2 separate regions of the Ovis aries genome follow, and region 2 is linked to region 1. A link is a contact called in public Hi-C data. All regions are on one chromosome and are shown on one strand. Each heading gives the region's core, a stretch centred on a gene start, on an enhancer-like site or on the middle of the called end of the contact. The rest is flanking DNA. Distances are from core to core; before and after follow the strand shown.

Evidence for each region. A called contact is a pair of places that touch in the nucleus more often than the background predicts.
Region 2: a Hi-C map of hypothalamus shows a contact between it and region 1, with 3 times the contacts expected there. The contact joins the enhancer-like site here to the promoter of NDUFAF1 in region 1. A contact is called at or near these places in 2 of 16 Hi-C or Micro-C datasets (hypothalamus and tail adipose tissue).

Annotation. Positions count from the first base shown.
Region 1 is chr7:35,043,916-35,050,664 of ARS-UI_Ramb_v3.0, reverse strand. It overlaps NDUFAF1 (NADH:ubiquinone oxidoreductase complex assembly factor 1), which reads left to right and starts at 2,368. Exons shown (of 5, transcript XM_060419068.1): 1 at 2,368-2,419.
Region 2 is chr7:35,410,857-35,417,676 of ARS-UI_Ramb_v3.0, reverse strand. The region is part of intron 3 of MAPKBP1 (mitogen-activated protein kinase binding protein 1); the gene reads right to left. Among named protein-coding and RNA genes, the nearest start is that of JMJD7, 23 kb to the left of the region's middle. Within about 2 kb of position 4,761, at least 31 of the 54 cell types and tissues checked have an H3K27ac peak or open chromatin away from gene starts, as enhancers often do. A contact at or near this core is called in hypothalamus, where this site is marked.

The DNA of each region.
Region 1 (6,749 bases), core at 1,119-3,618:
ATCATAAAAATATCTGGTCTTAGCACAGCAGATATAAATATCTCCAAAAGAAGATTAGACAATACATGTTTATTGAACAATCTGCTTGGGCACTGCCTGTTCTTTCTAAGTATGTGACTCTCCTCATGGCCTGGAAGTGGGCTTTCCCACTAGAAGGGAATGTCCTGGCTAGGTGATCTTGGGTTTCAAACCATGCCCATTTTCTGTTGTCAATTAACAGATGGACAGTTTGGTTTGTCATTTCTCCTTCCATGAAGTTGCTTGTCATGAAACAGATAAACTCAGGTTCCTGAGTTAGCAAAGCTAAGAATGAACCCTAGATCTGTAGCAACACCATGACCTCAAACTCCCACAAGATAACCTTTTCTGAAATCATTATGTCCTGGATCCTCCTTAAACTCTGAAGGGACTCAATCAAGAAGTGAAATTGCTGAATCATATTTGCCATTTGCTCTATTACAATATCCTTCTGCCTGTGTCATTATAGCTCTTCTTAAAGGTTTTCATGAAATTTGTCTTTTGGCCTCTTGAGTTAGTGCCAACTTAATCTAAATTTGTGCAGGTTACTGTAGAATATATATATTTTAAAGTATATGACAAAAGTCATTACCTTCCAGGGTTTTATCCTCTGTTGAAAAGTCTTGTATATATAAAACAATGAAAAAGCAGTTTAGTCATGTTTGTAATCTAGTTTTCACTTGAACACAAGTAAGTGCCAGTGTTACAGAAAAAAGAATAAATATAGGGTGTCAGAAGGAAAATAGTCATTATGAGATGGAGGCATTAGGGCAAATTTTTAAGGAGAAAATGGAATTTAAGGTCTGTTCTTTTTTTTTTTAAGGCATGTTCTTAGTAGGTAGATTCTATGTATCAGTTAAGATCTATTGGTTGCAAGAAACCCAACCCAGATAAGTTTAGGTAAACGAGTTTATACTTGGAAGTCAAGGAAAAGCCATGCAGCCCAGCCTCAGCAACTAGAACTATCAGTATAAATGCTGACTGGATCATCTTTTATCCTTCCATTTCTGTCCCTCTTAGCATCTTGATATTATTTTCTGTTTCCATAAACCAGTTTTCTTCACAGTACTAGAAGGTCACTCAGGAGCTCCTGCACCAGCATCACCTGGGGTCAGAAGGTCTCTTTTCCAACGTTAGTTCAGAAAGTCCCTAGGACTAACTGACTGACCCAGTACTGGCCAGCTTTCTACCACTAGATCAGTCAGCTGAAGCTGGGGGGTTGGGGGAAGGTGGGAATGGGGAAGTTGTGTAAATACTTGTGATCAAATGAACGGGATGTGGAAGAGAGGAACATCAAGCTGAGAAAGTATAAACTCTCTTATGAGGAGAAATGAGTGTGGTTTAGGTAGATACCACCTGGGATGGTGTTGGGCCACATCCCATAGGCCCAACCTCCAAACGCATGAAACAGCCTGGAAACAGGGACAGAAACATCAAGGATTTATTGGATAGGTGATCTGAAGCAAAAGGTCCTGGAACAACACCCTACTGAGGGCTGCAAATAGAACACAGCGATCTTCCATACTTGGTGGCAGGGAGAAAAAGGCTACCATTTATAAAAGGGGGAGTTGATGTCAGGTGGTCTCCTCAGTTCCGAGGGACTAATTAATCCTATACTTAAGAGACTGGATAGTCAAGTCAGTGAATCAAGCCCCCATGGGGCTGTACAGAAAGCAAAACAGCCATCTTGAATGTCCTGACCATACAGATAAGAAATTGAGGATAAGTATGAGTAGTATAGATGGAGTAGGAGATTATGGAGGGCTTAGAATTGATGAGTGGCATGTTTGGAGGCCAAAGGAATTTTGTGTTTATCTCTGGGTGATTTTTAAATGAAATTAGACAAACCATTGTGTTCAGAGTAAGGCAATCAGCAGACTGAATGTAAATTTCATAGGGCAATAACTATTGGGGTTTCACTGGATTTGGAAAACAAGAGTGAAAGATCAAAAGAGAGCAACAAAACAAAGAGGATTTAGGGTCAGTGAGAGGTTTCAAGGAGAGAAGCCAAGGATAGCCAAGAATTTTCAGCTTAGAAGGATGTGGGCATTTACAGAAACAGAAAGGAAGAGAAGAGTTCAAATGGGTAAGTGTGATATTTTCTGTTTTCAACAAATCACATTTGAGATGCTAGTGGTATATCCTGCAGCTGAACCTGTTGTCAAGAAATTGGAAATATATGTTGGCGTTCAGGGGAAGAAATTATCCGACTGTCTGTAGATAACTCATATATAAGCTAGAAAAGAAGAAGGAGAGGGGAAAAAAAAGGAGAAGAAGAAAAGAGGAAGGCCGAAGGCTAGGTTTTGGAGACAACCTGCATTTAAGGTTGTGGGAGGAGAAAGAAGAGTCAGTAAAGTAGGAAGCTAGAAAAGGTTCAAGAAGGTAGGAGAACCAGAATCAGGTAAGTGTACAGGCTAGAGAAGTCAAAGCAGAATTTAAAGAAGGAAGAGGTGATGGTGTGAAAAAAGAGAGATGGAGGAAACTTTGAAAAGGCAGTTGTACTTGGCGAGGTCTTGGACCCTGGAATACGTGTTTAAGTGCCCTACTTTTCATTCAAAGTCAGGTAGGCTGAGTGCTTCATTCCTGCTGGCGTTTTGCTAGGTGCTGAGAACAGAAGAACATCTTCTGGACCCGAGAGCTCGCAGCGTGGCAGAGGAAGTGAGAAGTGAATGAATAATTATAATCAAGATTCGGTGTTGAAAGTGCACAGGATACAATCGAAACTCTGCAGAGTGGGCGACCCCACGGGGCCAGATTGGGAAAGGGCGGGTAGGATGGTTTGCTGTCCAAGTTTGTGGTGGGTCTCCAAAGATTCCGCGGGGTCAATTCACAGAACCAATCCTCTGAGGCCGTGGACCTCTCTTGGGCGGCTGTGGGGATGGAGCGCGAGTGAACCCTGGATCCTTAGGTGCGAAGGATGTTGGCAATATCTGGGTCCTATTTGAAAGACACGGGATGGAGTTTGCAGCCTGAAGGTGGGATGCCGGAAGGAGAGGCGAAAATCTTCTCTAAATTCTCCCCACTTTCTCACACAGGGCAGAAAAAATCTGGCGGTTGGCGATCGGGGTGGGGAAGCCTTTGGGAATATAGCCGACCAAAAAAACCCCTCAGTTCATAGAGCTCTGAGATTATTACTCTTTCCCCCATCTGCACCCAACCGGAACTCTAGAGTCATCAGGCTTGGTTTTACTCAGGACAGGAAAAACAGATGGCCCCCGCACAGGAAAAGTGGAGTACCCGGTCTGGAAAAGCGGGGAGTCGAGCGGAAGTCACTCTGAGGCGCCGGCAGGGGAGGCAAGTGAGCGCCTGCTTGGAGTTGGCGTGTCGGGAGCTTGTGAGAGTGACACGGCCCTAGCAGGTGAAGGGTAAGGGGGCTGTGGCACGGTCACGATCGCTCCCCGACTAAACACTGGGACTCTGGGGTTACTAGAATAATTCTGGGGTTACTAGAGTAACTCTGGCCACTTACTAGTTGTATGACCTCGGGTGATTTAATTTTGGAACCTCCATTTGTTTGTCTCTGCATTTGGAATAATTATAGTACCTTTCTCATCGTTGTTGTGAAAATATCAATGCACTCAGAACGGTTTCTGGCATTTCGTAAGCTTTGGGTACACAAACTTCGCTAATACTCCTCTCTTTTAGCCGCTTAGGTTACACTGTCAGGAAAACTCAGCAACTTCATCTGGAGATCATCCAGTTAATGATTTTGACTTTATGTTTATCGGTAATAGAATGAAACAAAACACTTCAATTAAAGTTATATTATTAGAGAAGTAGTAACACTATTGATAGGTTGAAAAATAGTGAATAATATTACTTACAGTCCCGTTGTCCTACACACTATTCTAAGTCTTTTTCTTCTTTGCCCCCAAATCTTTTTTGTCCATACATTTTTATACTTGTAATGTTAGTGTATATGCATTTTTTGTATATACTCCTCATTTGCCACTCACTAGTGTAACATAAGCATGGTATTCATGAGAATTCGTGTTTATGATTGTACAGATTCCATTTTAAAGGCTTATCATTTATTTCCCAAATTTCTGTATATGTAGAGGTATTACCTGTGATTCCAGGACGTGAGATCAACTGTGGTTATTTCTCCTGGTTCCCTTCTACTTTTTGTCCATGTGAAAACGTACCGTTTACAAGATGTTCATTTATTTTAGCAGACATTTGAGCATCAGTTAGGTTCAAGCCATAGTCCAAGATTAAAGCCAGGCTACTGAGGTAGACAGATAAAAGCAAGATTCTAATAGTATGTAAGGGCTGTGAGATGTATGCACAGGTTCTCATGAGAATACGGAGGGAGAGCAGTGTCAGTGCCCTCCATTCAGAAGCCACCAGGAACATCTTTATAGCTGAACAAGTTGGGCTTACTATAGTGGAAGAGAATACATAAAGCCATGGGGCATCTCATTTAAAGGGTGTTAGAAGGGACTTATTGTTGGACTTAGGTTTCTGTTATATGATTTGGGGGAAAGTAGTCGAGAGATGGAAGTAATTCTATGATTAGGAAAGAAGCTTATGTATCTAGAATGAGGCTAATGCTATGACTGGTCAGGTATGGCAGTCACTTGTATTAGCCAGGATAGTAGAATGTTTGGTCACTTTTGTAATTTTTGAGTGATGTGTTTTTGTGTATCAGACATGATTGTAGTTAAGAGCTGAGGGTATTGCCCATGAAAGTGAGAAGTGAGACCAAGGAATTGGGTGCATTTTGAAGGGCCTTGTGTACCATTTTAGGAGTTTTAATTTCTGGACAGAATTGCTGAATAAGGGGAGGGCCATCATATTTAGAAAAATCCCCTTTGTTGCCAGTCAAATGTTGGATTGGCAGAGAAGGAGGAGGTCAGAGTCAGAGAAGAGTTAGGACTTTACTAAATCCTAAAAGGTGTTCTCTGCACCAGCAATTACCTGGGGACTTGTTAGAAATACAGAATATCAGGCCCCATCCTGTGCTCACTAAATCAGGATCTGCACTTTAACAAAATTCCCATAAAATTCAAGGCACTTTAAAGTTTGAGAAGCCTCTCCCCCCTTTTTAAAAAAATTTTTTTATCCATTTTTTGGCTGTGGTGGGTCTTCGTTGCCGTGTGTGGACTTTCTCTAGTTGTGGCGAGCCAGGGCTACTCTTTGTTGTGGTGTGTGGTGGCTTCTCATGTGGTGGCTTCTCATGTGGTGGCTTCTCTTGTTGCAGAGTATGAGCTCTAGGCAAGAGGGCTTCAGTAGTTGCAGCACGTGGGCTCAGTAGTTGTGGCGTAGGGGCTTAGCTGCCTTGCTGCATTTGGGATCTTCCCGGACCAGGTATCAAACTGGTGTGCTTTGCATTGCAAGGTGAGTTCTTAACCACTGGAATACCAGGGAAGCCCAAGAAGCCCTTTGTTAGGGGAATTTCAATAGTTCTGGGAATAATCACTAAAACCCTGAACCAAGACCTAGTGGTAGTGTTGGTGGATAAATGTGGAAATATTATCTGTTTGACAAATATTATAGGCCTGCCGCATGTCTGGCACCATCCTGGGAGTTGAAAGTACTGCGGTAAAGATGGTCTCTCCCTTTAAGACACTTTCAGTCTGGCAGGGAGACTGACAAGGGAACTGGCAATAAATGGTAGCGGGAGAAAGCTTAAGCCTAGTATGCGGTGAGACCACATCGAAAGGTCTTGGTGGAGTTGAGTAATTAAGGGTTCTTTGAGGAGGTGACGGATGTCTGAGCTGAGTCTCAAAGGATAAATTAGCCAGCAGAAATCAGTAGAGGGCATTTCTGGCCTAGGAACAGCAATCTGCTAAGACATGATGCCTAGACAGGGAGTGCTGGGTGGCAGTTTGTGGAACACAGGTGTTCGCTGTGATTAGAGCAGAGTAGGGTGTGATTAGAGGCAATATCGGAAAGATGAGCAGAGGCTAGATCTGGAGGAGTCTCACTGACCCTGTGAAGAAAGTTGAGTCTTATTCTGAAGACTATGAGAGCCTCTGAAGAATTTTAGTCTGAGAAGATAAAGAATCAGTTTTGTGTTTTAGGCCCTCTGTAGATGCTGAGAGTAGTGGGGTAGATTGGAGGTAGGGGTGCACGTCTGGAATGCAGTGACTTAGGAGAGATGAGGTCATGAACCACCTGATGTAGGGAGTGAGGGAGGAGGGGCAGTCTAGAAAGGTGACCAGTCCTGTTTTGTAGATAGAGGGGTCTGGGTCCATTTTGATGTAGACTCTTAAGCAGCTGAGGCAGGTGAGCTGAGTTGTTGGATTTGGGGCATTTTTGAAGCTTTTAAAGTTCTCAGCATTCCATCTTGTTTCTCAGTACTGTATTCTTACTAGTGGGTGATTTTTTGTTTTTTGTTTCTTCTCTCTCCTCTCTGGTGAGAGAAAGATGATGAAATTAGCATTGCATATTTTATTTCATTTTCAGGGTAGCCGGAATAAGTAGGAGAGGGGATTGGTAGCCTTCCTATTTTGCCTTCCTGGTTCTTGGAGCACTGCCTGCCAGGAATCATTAAATGTTTTTGCAAGAGCAAAGTTGTTACTTCAGTATAGACATAGAAGTTATATAACTAATGTTTTACATGTAGAGAGCCAGCAGTGTCAAATGGGAACATTTAAGGCCAGGGTTCTAGTGCTTGCTTCCATACTGATTAGCGTTGTAATCTTGGGCAGGTTACTTCACCTGTTGGTGTCTATTTCCTTCTGAAAGGAAATATCTACCTGACTGCCTTATAGGAGGCTTATGTG
Region 2 (6,820 bases), core at 3,512-6,011, 360 kb before region 1:
AAAATGTATTTTATTGAAGTACAGTTGATTTACAATGTTGCGTTAATTTCTGCTGGACAGCACAGTGATTCAGTTTCATATATGTATACACATTCTTCTTCACATTCTCTCCCATTTTAGTTTATCTCAGCATGTCGAGTCCAGCTGTCTGTGCCTACAGCAGGGCACTGATTACACACTCCTCCACCACTAGCCTGTGTCTTTCACGAGCGTGGGAACTGTGCCTGGGTTTGCTCGCTGCTCTCCTGTGTCTGTTAGGTTTAGTTGTTCAAAACCATTTACTGAATGGATGAATGCTCCCCTGGCTTGGTCAACTGGGGTATCCGTAGGCCAGACTCTCCTCCCTAGCATGCCCACCTGTCTCCTATGGGAGGAGACACCGAAGATCTCTGGATCCTTGGAGCAGGGAGGGGCAGTGCAGACAGGATAGGCTCTGGAGTCAGACACCAGGGTTGGAGTCCTTGTTCTGTTATGAAAAGCTTTGTGCCCCTGGGTAAGTCACAAACTACTTCATTATTTGTTTAAAAGGAGCCTCTAAGATCAAGCTGTCAGGACTTCTGTATAGGATCAAATAATTTTTTGGACACAAAGAGGGACCAAACAAATGGCAGATCTTACTATTCCTCCTCCTGGAGCACAGACAAGAAGCCAAAAGAGACTCCAGGCAGTGGGGAATGAGGTGCCCAGGGGCTGTGTGTCAGGTATCTCCCTCCGAAAACCGGGGGTGAGTCCTGTTAGGATCTGAGTAATGGTAAAAACTTTAAAGGAAGCTTTATTTATTTCTGGGAAGGCAGCCAAGGGAAGAGAACTGGGTTAAGCTTGGGGAAAGAAAGTATCTACATCTTCATCCATTTAGGAGACGATAACCTTGGAAAGTAGCAAGGAAGGGACGTGGTCGGGGGGGATGCTGAGGGAGACACTCTCCCCAGGCTCTAGGACAGCAGCACAGAAAGAGAAGGGAGGCGAAACCACCTGGCTAAGTTAGCAAGCACCATGCGAGGGCTGCAGTGAACTCTCAACATGATGGCTTTCCACCTCCTTCAGTAACTGGTCTGCTCTTCACACTGTGGGCCCAATAATAAGAGTTGCCATTCATCTAGCAGGTTCTGTATAGCAGGCACTCTGCTAAGCACCTGAGAGATCTGGTCTTAGCTATCCTCACAACAAGTTTTGTGGCTGGTACAATTATCCCCATTTCAAGGTGGAGAAACGAGTCCAGAGGCCTTTTCAAGGCATTCCAGCAAAAGCAAAACAGAGTCAGGATTCTAGGAGCTGTGCTCTAAGGAAAGCAGAGTGGAGTAAGTGAGAGAAAGAAGAGAAAACTGCAATTGAAGAGGCGAGACAAGCACAGAAAGCACACCGACCTAATGCACAAGGTGCCAGGGCAGAAGCTTCTGAGAAGAGGGAGAGGAGACTGGGGCGCTTGGAGGGAAAAGGGATTCTGGCTACAGAATTCTGGGAAATCATAACGGGCACAGAAAATTAGAGCAGTTATAGTTCAAAGTTGATAGGTCTAAATATTTAGATTTTAATATTTTATTCAATGTATGAAAAAGCATACCCCCCACCCCCCACCCCAGGCCTGACACCATCAGCAAAGCCCAGTAAGTTTTCGGGAAAGCTGACATTTTCTAAGGCTAAGGAGGGCTCCACGGGCTTGTCCTCTCTGGTGACGGCTTCCAGTCTGAATGGCTCTGGGTTACCTAGCTTTCAGATCAGCTCCAGATAAATCACGGCAGAGGGCTTCAGCCGAGAGCAGATCTGACTGGAATTAGATCAATATAGATTCTGACACATTCCACATTCAGAAAAAGCAGGTGATGCAGGCAGCTTCAAACCCAAAGCAGCATGGTAACCTTTCAAGGGCAGTGCATTAGACGGCTTAACACACTCTCCAGTCACTGCACGCAAGCTTTGAGCCCTGCTGGACCGTAGCGTCTTTTGTTTCCTTCTTCCCCAGGTTTGACTCCATGGTGGTGGGAAGTGGGAGAGCAGCGTGTGTGCATAAACAGACAATGTGGACAGAGGATGACAAGCTATGAGGCAACCTTTCCCTTCTCTAACACCTCCCAACCTCCCAGCACAGCCGGGAAAACTCTGAGTGGCATGGAAGAGTTAAGCCAAGGAGGGAAACACACAGAGATTGGCCCTTAAGCTGAAATTTTTACTTCTAATTATTCAAATTTGGGAACCTTCCAACAAAGAGAAAGAGCAGGAAAGAGACCAGCCCACAGCCACAGCTCCACTTGTGAGGACGATAATGCAGATGGTGGAGGGAAGGCACGACTTGGCAAAGACCTCCAAGTTTCCCTGTGCCCACCTTGCTGAGGTCCTCCCAACAGAAGAGACCTCAAGAACACTGATGTGAGAGCCTCCTCAGTCTTCTCTGACCTTTGAACAAGTTTCCCAGTCTGCTAGGACTGAGGTGGGCAGGGTGCCATTTGCACCAACCTTTGGCCTTTGGCCTCCACATCCCTTGACCCTGGCCAGCACAGCAGGCAGCCATCGGCACGTGCCCGAGCAGCAGTGCTGGCTGCTATCCTCCATCTGACAGGGCTGGGCTGGCCCAACCGGCCGGGTCCCATGGTTCAGAACCCCAGGGTGCAGGTGCAAGAAGACTGCTCCCTCTCAGGGAGGCGGCGAGGCCTCAGTCCCTCTGGGCCTCAGGCCAGGAGTCACGTGGTAGAGCACCCCATACCAGGTGCTGGGCCTGCTGCCCAGGGACTTCTCTGAACCAGGAAGGGTCAAGCCCTCGACTGGCCCCCTCCCCAGACAAGTCCAGGCCTGCTGCCGTCACCAAGAGCCCAGCATTCCCACAGGATCCGCCTCCTACGACTCTCCATCCTCCAGAACCCTGGGATGAGCAAGGAATGCAGAAGAGGCACACGCAAGGAGAACACAGAAGGTCTGAGCTGTGGCCCTGCACCTAAAATTTCCTCTTTAAGACCAAGTAAAATCAGAAGGGGACTCACAGAGGCACACCAAAGGTCCTCAAGCCTTGCTCACACATCACCCTGTGTGCCTTTTGAACACTATAACTCCACAACCCGACATCCCCTATTCCCTCTCACTGCCTATTGCTTATACTTTTTCCAAAGCACACATCAGCTTGTAATATTCCATATAGTTTTCTTTTGGGGAGGCAATAGGATCTATCTTCATCACTAGACTGCCAGCTGACAGTAATACCTGTTTACTTTGTTTACTGTTAAATCCCAAAGGCCTAGAAAATTAACACTCCATAAATATTTGTGAATAAATCTTTAAGTCATTAGCTACTAGATCTCAAAGCCCTAACTCCCAAAGAACCTCCTGAGTAGCAGACACCCCGGGCAGGTCCACAGTTCTCCCCGACCTTAGGCTTCTAGGACTCACTGATGCTGGAAGGCAGTGTGATGATGGAAAGAATAGGAAAACTGGGGTCAGGCAGACCTGTCTGCTAACATACTGTGTGATCTTGGGCAAAGTTCTTCACTTCTCTGAACCTCAGTTTCCTCATCTATCAGACAAGAATAATAATATCTATGTCTCAGGATTGTTGTGAGAACTGAAGAAAAGAATATGCATAATAACCAGCAGGGCGCTCCTAGCCATCTTCTTGACAGGTTCCCTGGGGCACCAGTAACAAGGAAATGGCTATCCAGGGGTCAGCAGTGGCAACAGGAACTCCAACTACAGTCTCCCATCCAGGGCCTCCAGAGCACTAGTGCCTCATCAGGGTCCTCCTCCAGGTGTGGAATTACAAACTGTCCCTCCAGATTCACTCCCAAAGGGGAAATCTTATGGTTTTAATTATTCTAAGAGATGATGAGTCTAGGACATTGCCTGGAGCATCCTTGATTGTAGTCCTCTTTAGATACCTGGCATCCTTCCAAATAAGTAGCCTTCCTAGGCCAGATCATGAGACCCACTGGCCTCTGTTTCTGAGATGCTCTATGAGACCCACCACCCATCCACTGAAAGGAATGGGAAAAGAAAACTGGCAATAATAACCCAGTAAATAACATGGTACATGTCTCTCTGCCCAGGGGAATCTGAACATATTCCCTTCCAGGACAGGAAGTGGATCTCACAGGACTCATGAGTCAGGTCCAAAAGGCAGGATCAGAGCCCCTTCCTCTCACTCACCAGGGTCTAGCCACCGTGGCTGCTGCTTAGCTACTCAAACAAATGAATCAATGCGTGCTTTCTTGGGACCTTTGTAGTTGAGGTCTCCACCTGAAAGCGCAGATCTTCACACAGGGATTCCTCTTTGTCACCCAGACAACAGCTCAAAGGCCAGCTCCCACTGAGCCCTGACCAGCCCTACTCCCACCCCACTCCAGGGTATTCACTTACTCTCCTTTCCGTCTCTCCTTCAGAACACTGACCACTCTCTGATATTATCGTGCTCATTTGTTTATTTACATGCTTCCTATCTGCTTACCACCGCCCACCCCCCCCACCACCACCTTAAACCCGGAAGAAGCGGTGACACTGTCCGTCTTATCACCACTGTATACCCTGCAGCTGAAGAGTATACAGATTAGGTTTCCACCAAGTATCTGCCACACACGAGTGACTGCATGGATGAACAAGGTCTTCTGGGAAGATCTACAGGGCCCTGTTTCTGGAGTGAGATCTGCTGGGAAGCCAGGAGAAAAGGCACGGAGGAGACGGGTGTCTACGGGTGGCCTCGCGCATGACTCACAGCCATCAGGGCACCGAGTCCAGGCATCCTCTTTCCTTAGCTCCACCCAGTCTGTGCACCACGCCACACACTCCCTGGCGACCGCCGCGTACCCAGTGTTTACCACAGAGAGGAAGAAGGTAGCAGCGTGCTCCTTCAGCTCAGCTGCCACTAGAACGCGGGCCAGAAGGAGATTCTGTGGCTTCACATGCAGCCCAAAGCCCTGGAGCTGGGTCTCTCAGCGTCGACTCCAACAGGCGCTGAGTAAATGGAGGGCCTCCCCAGGAGAGCGGGCTTTCCCCTCCTCCTCCCGACTTAAACCACCAAGGGGTCCTTTCCTGGCTACCAGACAGGGCCCTCACTGTTCCAGGACACCTCCCACCCCAGGAGCAGGTCTGCGCAGAGGCTCTGCACTCAGGCATCAGGGGTCGAGAGAAACCCATTCTCCCAACTGACTGACTCCACAGCAGCAACAGGGGCTGGTGCCGGGCTCTAAAGGTCCTAAAACCCTCTACCAGGGCAGCTGGGAAAGGAGTCCCAGTCAGTTATGGGTTTTCAACTAAACTGAGGGCCTCAAAGCTATCCGTGGACCAGCTCAGCCTCCTGGAGCAAGGGGCTTAAAATGTGACAGGTCGGGGGTGGGTTTCCTGTGGGGAGAACAGCTAAGGGAGGGCTCTGGAGAAGAGACGCGAGAGCCACCAAAGCTGAAGGGCCCCTCCCCAGAGACTTCAGCCTACCTCTGCTCTCCACCCCACCCTCCCTGAGCTGTTTCATTTCCTTTCAGAAAAACTTTGTTTTGGTTTGATCTTTGCCTCTAGGCCTCTGGGAGAATTTCTGGAGCTTTGTTTCTCTTCTTGTTTCTAGGATACCTGAACTGCTCCTAGAGCAACAAGCACACTAGGAACTAGAGAGTGGGGGATGGGGGCGGGGCGAGGATCACCAGGGAAGAAGAGAAGGAAGACGGAGGTGGGGGGGAAGAGCCTGCTCTTCCAGGGCTCACACAGACGTTGGCGGCCCCCCAGATACCACTGAGGCACAAGGTGAGCTTTAGCACAGAGCAAAACCAAACACCCAGAAAAAAGCCATTTGCAAAGGGAGAACTCAGAGTTCTAGGAAGTCAAATGGTCAGGAAGTGGATCAGGGCACTGCCCAGGGCTGGCCCAAGCCAAACACACGCAGGAAACCCACTGGAGGTGACAGCAAGGAAGCCTCCATACACCACCTGGAGGGATGACTCCCAGGCACACGCACCAGGCTGGGGCCTGCCCGTAAACTGAAGCACACACCCTTAAAGGCATCTGGGGTCACAGTAGGTGCGCAAGAGCCGGAGCAGAGCTCCACACTCCCCAGGGCAGGGGCACAGGGCTCAGCACAGCTGGAGCAGCCGTCCCAGCCTTCCCAGTCTGTCCCGCATCCAGCCCCCGTACCACCTCCAACAAGAAGGAACCTGGCTTTTCCAGGCCGAGGCAGGCATGAGTGGAATTCCCCAGAGGCAGACTGCACAGGGTATCCAGCGACAGAGATCATTCATCACCTTGCTTCTGGAAACAGGAGGAGGCAAGCTCAGCCCCTGAAGGGTAAAGTCAGCTCAGCTCCCAGTCCCCCAGCACAGACGTCAAATGCCAAACGGCCACTCAGAAGAGACAGACCCCAGAACCCAGGGGCTGAAGGCTCCCTGGAATACACTGAGCTGACCATAAATTGGGCTCTTCTCATTCAAAGAGTGGGTAAACAGCTTAGGGGAAAGGCAGCTTTAAAAAATAAATGGCAAGTCTGGTCTCCCTCCCTGCCTCGAGCCGTTTTAAAAGAGCTTTGCAGTCAGAGGACTTGGGTTGGAATCCCAATACAGACACATACTAGCTGTGTGACCTGGAGCAGAACGCTTTCTCTCTTTGAATCTTAGCTTCCCTCCTCTAAAATAGGCGATGAAAACAGTTCCAACCTCACAGGGTTGCTCAGAGTATTAAATAAAATAATTCCTGTGATGTGCTTAACAAAGTTCCTGACACAGAAAAAGTTCTTGATAAAGGTAGGGATGATAAAACTTAAAAAAAAAGAGAGAGAAAGAAATCGTATAGCTGATATAAAAACTCCAGGTGTTGCTGTGGAAGTCCTACTGGGCATCCTGGCATTCCCAAGTTGATGGAAGGA